2 separate regions of the Mus musculus genome follow, and region 1 is linked to region 2. A link is a contact called in public promoter capture Hi-C data. All regions are on one chromosome and are shown on one strand. Each heading gives the region's core, a stretch centred on a gene start, on an enhancer-like site or on the middle of the called end of the contact. The rest is flanking DNA. Distances are from core to core; before and after follow the strand shown. Region 1 overlaps Iqschfp (Iqcj and Schip1 fusion protein). Region 2 has its middle 3.7 kb from the start of Gm35584.

Region 1 (4,018 bases), core at 1,082-3,581, 180 kb after region 2:
AGAAAAGGAAAGGAGATTTCATTTGGGGTTTTATTTTTATTTATAAGCATTTTATTCTCTCAACTAGCAATTTGTGCATATGTTTTAGACATTTGTACTTATAACGGCGAGTCCATGTAATTGTGGAATAAAATAAATGTATACTTGAGGCATAGGCCCCATTACATTTAACTGATGGATACAAGATCAAAATGACTGTAGGGTACTTCCTATGGCATCTAATTTATTTTTTTCCTTAGTTAACCAAAGACTAAAAACATTAAGGGGAAAAAAAAAAACCTTTGAAAAGGAAGATTCAGATTAGGGAAAGTGATTTTTACAGTGAAAGGTGTTTTTCTCATCTTTGTACTCTAAAAAAAGTACAAATGTTGATCAATTTCACTAGGAGCTCATAATAAAATTACAATTTTCTTCCCTCTGAGCATAATGAAGCCTTCACAGTGAGCGCCAGTATAAACAGCATTCTGCATAGACATCAAGGCACTTGCCCAGGGGAGGTAACTAAGAAGCCGATGTGACCAGGAGCCAATGCATATGTTCTGGGTTCCACATACTGTGTACCTGTAGCACTCCGTATGTTCCAGGTCCCACACACGGAATACCTGTAGCTCCCCACGTGCCTGGAAGCTTCACCTAACAGGTCGTTCACTTGTTCTGTTAGTTCTATTTCTCCTGAAATCAAGCATGGCCTTCAACTGCCTGTGCTTCGTGGTGGTCTAGACTATGGCTTGTTGAAGGTGGGGACCTAAGCTCTTGGAGCCCTAACTCAGGTTGCCAGTGTAGCTCAGCTCACTTACTCCGGGCATCTGGTTCCCTCTGTGTTTTAAGGTAGGATACAAGCACAGTGGTCACGATCTTACTGTTAGGGAATTAGTAATGGTATGCCTTTCATTTTTTCCTTAGTGTGAACTGATCTGGACTCTTTGGTGTTTTTTTTTTTTTTTTTTTTTTAATTTGAAAAAAAAAAAAGAGTTGACAAAGAAAACTGTGAGCAGTTCTCTGGCACTGAAGACCACAGGACACTAGAGAAGGACACCCTTGCTCTGCAGGGTTGCATAAGTAATCTGACTGATGGCAGAGTGTCCCAAGGGTCTTTTGTGTACCAGCTTCACCCAGTGGGGGAAGGGCAGACAGCTGGGGTTTCAGGACACAAAGTCACCACCCTGAGCTCTTAGTCCCTGGTTGGAGAACACCGGGGATGAAAAATACACAGGGCAACACGGCCCAGCACATTTAAGTTTTACCCCCCTGGAAGAATACAAATCATTATGAGATAATAAGATCTACAGTAAGCACCTTAAGGAGCCTCCGTATTCCCGTGCAGAGTTTAAGATGCAGACGTCAACGCTGACCAAATCTGAGGAATGAACATGCTAGAAACGTCTTCCTCTGTCTCACTCTGGTCAAAGGCACTAATGGCACCTTTGACTGAATGGAGACCTACAGTTGACTTCTGTCACATCATAAAGGACGGAGGGCTGTGTGTGTTTAGGCCTCTGTGGGCAGACAAGCATATACTTGTAGCTTGATTTCAGGACCTCACCCATATAACTAAAGCTATTTTTACTTGGGCCTGTTATTACCAGACAATTACCACATAAAACATTCCCAAAATATATTTACTGATGTTCAAAAGAAAAGGCCAGCAGCGTACTAACAGATATCGTATCAAGTTTTTAAGACTCCCCAAACTTCTCTGTAAAACTTTTTCTTATTTGTTTTCACTGTTAAAAACAAACTTAGATCTGTTAGCTCTGTCCAGTAATTGTTTCTACTGAACAGCTAAAATATGTCAATAATTAAAAAGAAATCCCTTTGCATAAAATGCTGCTATGCAATGAAGTACATAATAGGAATTGTCTCAACTTTAGAACACTAACATGGATGGTTTTGCTGTTCTTGTATCAATGAGTATAAGCTGGGAAGAATCGGGGTCTCCTGAACTGGGGTCTCCAAGCTTACTGTGGTAAATTCTGTGCATTTAGTTTCTCTTCAGTGTCTAACGGCAATGACCACTGTGTGTGGAATTTGGCATCCTTCCTCAAGGGCAACCTTCCTCCCTCTTAGAAAAATGGTCCAATTGTTTATAAACAAAAGCGCGCCCCCCCTTACCTTTTTATAATTCCCCTCCAAATCCAATGGGGATTCTCGACTGATGATGTCATGGTCCATTCCATCACGGTCCAAATTCATCCTTCAACTCTTTAGAATTTCACTTAAGAAATAACCTCCCATGAATCCTGACAGGCTGAAGTGCCAACTGCCCAGTCCCTTGGTTACCACTCATGCTGGCATAGAGAGCCTGTGCCTGGCTGCAGTGTCCTTGCCCCCTTCTGCCTCAGACACTGCCCCACCCGGACTGCCTGGCTTCTTTCTCCCGGGCACTGGGCAGCTGCCTGCTGTAAGGCGCACTCTGTTCATGACAATTGGCTTGTTGCGAGAGTCCAGCCTGCCTACCATCTGCTATCACCTTCCCTAAATGATCTGGCCCAGATTCTTGTCCGCAGCACCTTTCCTGCTCCCAAAAAGGGAAAGGGCGGGGGGGGGGGGGATAGTAAGCTTCAGCCAGCTGACCCCACCCCAGTTCAGGGCCCAGTGTGAACTGGAGTTTGGTGAGGCACTCTGAAGCCAGTAGACTGGGGGATAAAAATAGACACAAAAACTTGCAGCCCGAGAGAGCTCACTGTGAGCTGAGTCGGGTGCCCCGAATGAAAACTATCATTTAAGGTGACCCGTAAGACACATGTTTGCCATTTTTCTTTTTCCCCCGTGACCAACGAGACGCACTTCATTTCTTTTTTCCAAATTGTTTTTGAGATGTAAAAGTTTCAGAGTCTGAAAGGGGCACTAAGCCCAAGACTAAGGCTGCTTCCAACCCAGAGAAAGCCTTCCCTGCCCCCGAGCATGGCTTTGTCCTGTAATATCGGCAAGAGAAGAAAGGGATCCATCAAGTTTCCTTTTAGGATTCAGCCAGTGGCGGCCTTTTCCACAGAAGCACGCTTGCTTTCCTACTGCTCTTTTTACTCTTTTCCCATGGCTTCTGGGTTTGTTTATGGGTTTTGCATGCAGCCGGGGGAAGGGCCACAGCTGGAGGATGTTTGGCTCAAAGAAGCAGACAAACAGAAGTTCACAGGCACACGCTCGGGCATACTCATACACATTACATTAATACTCCCATAAACAACTAAAAAAAAAAGTGATTGCTTCAAAACAACAGCGTGCAGGGACAACCAGCCACAGAAGAACTCAAAGGCCAAGCTTCCACTTAGCAACGGGCCTTACCTTCTGAAATGTTCACACGGAAAATTGCAAATGCACTCGTCAATCAAATCCTCCGTACACATTCCTGAGCAACAGCAGCATGGCTGAGAACAGTTCTGAAGGGAAATGCCGTTCAATAGAACCTTGTTCCGGCATCTCAACCTCTGCTCACAGGCTCACCTTTAGCTGTTTACCTCCATAAATGTTTTTTAAATTCAATTTGTGTTGGACTTGTGATATAAACACGGCTCAGTGGGCTTTATGGTACCCCTCTTTCTATCAGGCAAATATTTTCTTCTCAGAGCCCAGATCCAAATCTAAATACTTTTATTCCACCTCCCAGCCCCCCCAGCCAGTCCTCTCCACTCCCAAGGGGATGAATAGCCCTTTTGTGAGGTATCACAGTGACAAGTTTCATCTTGTGGGATACATTTGCAAGGCCCTGTCTTACTCTGGTCCAGACCCCTGGACTTTCATTCCAGATGGCAGTGTCCTGGAGCGTTTGTCTGGATTCGTGTGGCAATGGTGGTCACTGAGTGCTGGCTAGGGCTGTGACCACAATGCAAAGCAGTCACAAAGGTCAAGAGGCTATGGGGTTGAAACTATGTTCCTACCTTGAAGGGTCCTGTGTATCCTAATGGATCTTACACGATGTGTAACAAAGTAACAACAGGTGTGCTTTACTGAGGCTAGGCACCTCACACGTGTTTCCTCTATCTTTCAATAACCCTATGGAGTAGTATGTATTATTGCCAGC
Region 2 (4,150 bases), core at 916-3,415:
CCTTCTGTGCCCATTTCTCATCAGTAGACAAGGCATCTTGGCATCTCCATATACAGCTGCTATAGAGGACTAAGTGAGGTAATTCATGTGAAGCGGGACATGTGACGTGTCAGAGGACAACTTTGATGTCTCTTACTGTTTAACTTAAATTTTATGAATGCTTCACTTACGACATGTGCCAAGAGTACCTGTGCCAGGTGTAGAGTAATCAGGTTGCCCGGGGGAACGAGGTGTGGCTCGTGGGCACCCTTGACTCCTTGGCAGCCTCACAGACAACTCCCAAATCTATAAGAGTATTAAAGTCACTTCAGTTACCTGCTTCAGTCTCTTTCAAAGTAAACTGTTGTGCTCTGGGGCTTGGGTTGGGGGCACTAGTTCAAATCAGAGATGAACTAGGGATGGTCTGTTTGCCTGTGTAGGAAGCCAGGTCTGAGAGTGGCTTATCACAAGAACAACAACTCTTGGTGTTCCCATTCCTATTTGGAGTAGAAAAAGCCTGGGTGACTCAGAACTGCTTTAGAACTCCTCCTCCTGTCAGACTCAGGTTACAGCCCAAGTTGGCCTCAAAGTTGTGATCTTCGTGCCTCTTCATTCCTGTGTAGGGATTAGAAGCATGGACCACCTCACTCAGCTTGATGAATCATCTTCTAAGAAGAAAAATGTTTCTTGCCTTTTAAAGTAGCAACTGCCATTTTTAAGTTCAATCATAATATTTTACTGATTTACTCTTATTTGTAATTTAATTATAATATATTTAAAATGAACTCTTATGTATAAATAAACTTATCTACTCCTCTGTGTGTGTTTGTGTGTATGTGCACGTGTGATTGTCATGGTGTGCACATGACAACTTTTATATGTCTTATTCTTTAAATTGTATGCATATGGATGTTTTGTCTGCATGTATGTTTGTGTACTACATATGTGGTGCCTGCAGTGTCCAGAAGAAGGCATTGGACTCCCTGGGACTAGAATTACAGATAGTTGTGAGCAGTTAGATAGGTGCTCCTTCCAATCCTTTATATCCTTCTGTTCTCTTCTAACATGGGAGTTGGTTTTCCCCTTCTCTTATGTGGGTCTCAGGGATCAAAATCAGGTGGTCAGAGTTGATGGCAAGAACCTGCCTGGTCAGCTCAGTGTTTTTAAATTACGCAACGGCACACATAGAGATATCATTGCTGTGATAACATGGCCTTCTTCTGGAAAATCCACTGGAAGGAACAGCTCAAGGTATCTACAACGAACTCTTTGAATGAACAGGAGTATACTCTAAAATAATGATGTAAGTCCAATACTGTCAACTTGGTCATTTGTCATCATTGGTATGTGCCAGACTTATCTGTAGGAAATATAAACACTACAATGTTCTGACAGGTGTTACCAGGTGTGAATTTTCAGCTCTGTCATAACTACACGAGATCACAATGGCATATTCTATCCACAATTGACCTCAATGCTATTATGAGATGTACAACTGTATCTTTTATAGAAATACACCCCCACGCTGTCCATTTGTTTAAATCATTACATGCCTCCCAGGCACACTAGAATCAATACCAACTATCAATCACATACTTGGGCCGTCTTTCATCATCTGTCACTTTCTGTAACAGCGTCTGCCATTCTCAAGTGACATGCAGGATTGTGAAGACTTCAATGAAATCCAAAGCAAAGTGCAACCATGGGTTTGGTGTGTGATATAGCGCACACAAATCAGCGCATGTGACACAGGAGACTTGTAGGACTTACACATAAGCCTGGGAGGCAGAGGAGAACAGTTGCCAGCAGAGGAAACTGGCCAGTGAGATTTGGCAGGCATGTAGGTGACTCAGTCAACAGCTCCCACTTTTCCTTACTTGCCTCTAAACTCAAGCTGGGAAGACTGAAACCTCTTTTCCTGGTCTCCCTGCAGCTGGCTGAAACCAGAATGCCAGCGTTCAAGTCCAGTGTTGCCTCCTACTAGCTATGTGACCCTGAGACATTCATATCACCTCAGTTTGCAGATCTTCGAAGTAACTGCATAGCATGTCCTGAGGATTAAGTGACTTATCTGTTTTTCCTGTTCTCACACTCGTTCTGTTGTGCAGTAAGTGCACAGTCATCGTAAACAGGAGCCAAGGACTCATGACTGGCAGCTATGGACTGTTTATTTGGAATAAGATATTATTCCTGAAGTTTACTCTGGAAGCCAGCCAGGCAGGCCAAAGCCTAGAAGTCCACAAGCTCTATGTCACCCAGCCATCCTTGGCCGGGGAGAAAGATATCAACACTCAGATTGGTGAATTCCAAGGTTATCAGCCCTGCCACTCAAACAAGGCTAGTCCAGGGCCAATGATAGTTTAGACATTCTTTCCTTCCTTTTCTGATACCCTTCTATTTTCTTACACTTGGTTTTCTCAGCTCTGGATCTGCTCACACAGGGTTGTGGTTCATGCTCCTTTCCGCTCTGTAATGTTGATCCACAACTGGAGCATGTAATCTTAGTCAGTTAAGTCCTGCCGTTATCAGAGTCTTAGCACTGGTCCAGCCATGCCTGTATGTTTCTACTGAAAATTTTCATATTTGGGGTGCAGGGGGGCTCTGAGTCAGATTATTCTTTTGGGCAAGAAGTTTATTAGGAGAGTTATTTACATCACAGACAGACAGACAGACAAATAGACTGCAGGAAGGCTGGGCTTCTGAGGAGAGTTCAGGGCTATGTGGCAGAATGGCGGTTCCTTCTTACAGATTTCAGGGTAAGCAGGGGGATTTGATGCTACTTGGTTGACGAGTTGCCCGTAGTATGTGCCTGCAGCCAGGCTGTTGCTGAATCAACTGTTGAATGTGGGAGGGCCAGATTCCAGAGAAATAAGTTACTTTGTGTCTTAGTCAGGGTTTCTATTCCTGCACAAACATCATGACCAAGAAGCAAGTTGGGGAGGAAAGGGTTTATTCGGCTTATACTTCCATACTGCTGTTCATCACCAAGGAAGTCAGGACTGGAACTCAAGCAGGTCAGGAAGCAAGAGCTGATGCAGAGGCCATGGAGGGATGTTCTTTACTGGCTTGCCTCACCTGGCTTGCTCAGTCTGCTCTCTTATAGAACCCAAGACCACCAGCCCAGAGATGGTCCCACCCACAAGGGGCCTTTCCCCCTTGATCACTAATTGAGAAAATGCCTTATAGTTGGATCTCATGGAGGCATTTCCTCAACTGAAGCTCCTTTCTCTGTGATAACTCCAGCTGTGTCAAGTTGACACAAAACTAGCCAGTACACTTTGGAACTTATTAATCAAATTACTGTACGTTGAGGAATTGTCACAACCCAATCAAAATGGAAACGCTTTACAAAATGGCGTGGCCGTGGCTAACACCTACTGTTAGGTTTAGTGTTCAATACTCGCTCTCCCTTAGTTAGTCTGGGGTGGTGGGAGCTAGAGCAATGGCTCAGCAGGTGAGGCCCAGTACTACTCTTGCAGACGACCTAGGTTTGGGGCCCAGCATTCACAGCCACTTGGAGCTCCAGCTTCAGGGTATCATCAGACACCCCCTGCTGGCCTCAATGGCACAGAAGTCAGGTCCACACACAGTCACACATCCATACACATAATTCAAAAGGGAAAATCTTGTTTTAAAACCCAGTCTTTCCAGTCTTCTTGAGAGGTACCCAAGTGTTTCCCAGTCTGTGTTCTCCTAACAGTGCGTCAGTTTTCCCACTCCCTACCACGGACTCCTTAGAGATCCACCAGGCTTTTGTTCTATGAAAGACAGCCTGGATGAAAAACAGGGTGCTCTTTTGAAGTTACTTTTGGTCTCATGAGCATGGCGGGACTATTTACCGCACTGGCTAGCAAACGCACAAAATGTTCACGTCAAATGCAGAAAATGTTTCTGTAATCATAATAATTTCCTGTCCTCCTCAACTTGGTTCATCTAATCTATAATCATTTTTCAAATCATTTTCAAACGATGACGATGATGACAAAGAACTCAGTCACAGCCAGGTTTTTAAAGATTTTATTTTACGGACTCCCATCTTGGAGAGTAGATACCCACTATGTGAAACTTATAAAATAGAGCGTTCTCACTTTCAGCAAGCTGACTCAGTAAGTCACGTGGAACATCTGACTTTAGTGGAAAATGCATTTTTCTAAGGCTGCATGGATAGAAA

The links. Capture Hi-C pulls out chosen DNA fragments and counts their contacts.
Region 1: a contact with region 2 is called in a promoter capture Hi-C map of adipose tissue. The contact joins two enhancer-like sites. A contact is called at or near these places in 1 of 115 datasets of contacts at active chromatin or transcription factors (pancreatic cancer cells) and 2 of 9 other capture datasets (adipose tissue and liver).

The regions. Positions count from the first base shown.
Region 1 is chr3:68,582,519-68,586,536 of GRCm38.p6, reverse strand. All of the region lies in intron 5 of Iqschfp (Iqcj and Schip1 fusion protein), which reads right to left. The region is part of intron 2 of Schip1 (schwannomin interacting protein 1); the gene reads right to left. Among named protein-coding and RNA genes, the nearest start is that of Gm22073, 37 kb to the right of the region's middle. Within about 2 kb of position 2,331, at least 78 of the 459 cell types and tissues checked have an H3K27ac peak or open chromatin away from gene starts, as enhancers often do. A contact at or near this core is called in adipose tissue, where this site is marked.
Region 2 is chr3:68,763,121-68,767,270 of GRCm38.p6, reverse strand. No RefSeq gene overlaps it. Among named protein-coding and RNA genes, the nearest start is that of Gm35584, 3.7 kb to the right of the region's middle. Within about 2 kb of position 2,165, at least 64 of the 459 cell types and tissues checked have an H3K27ac peak or open chromatin away from gene starts, as enhancers often do. A contact at or near this core is called in adipose tissue, where this site is marked.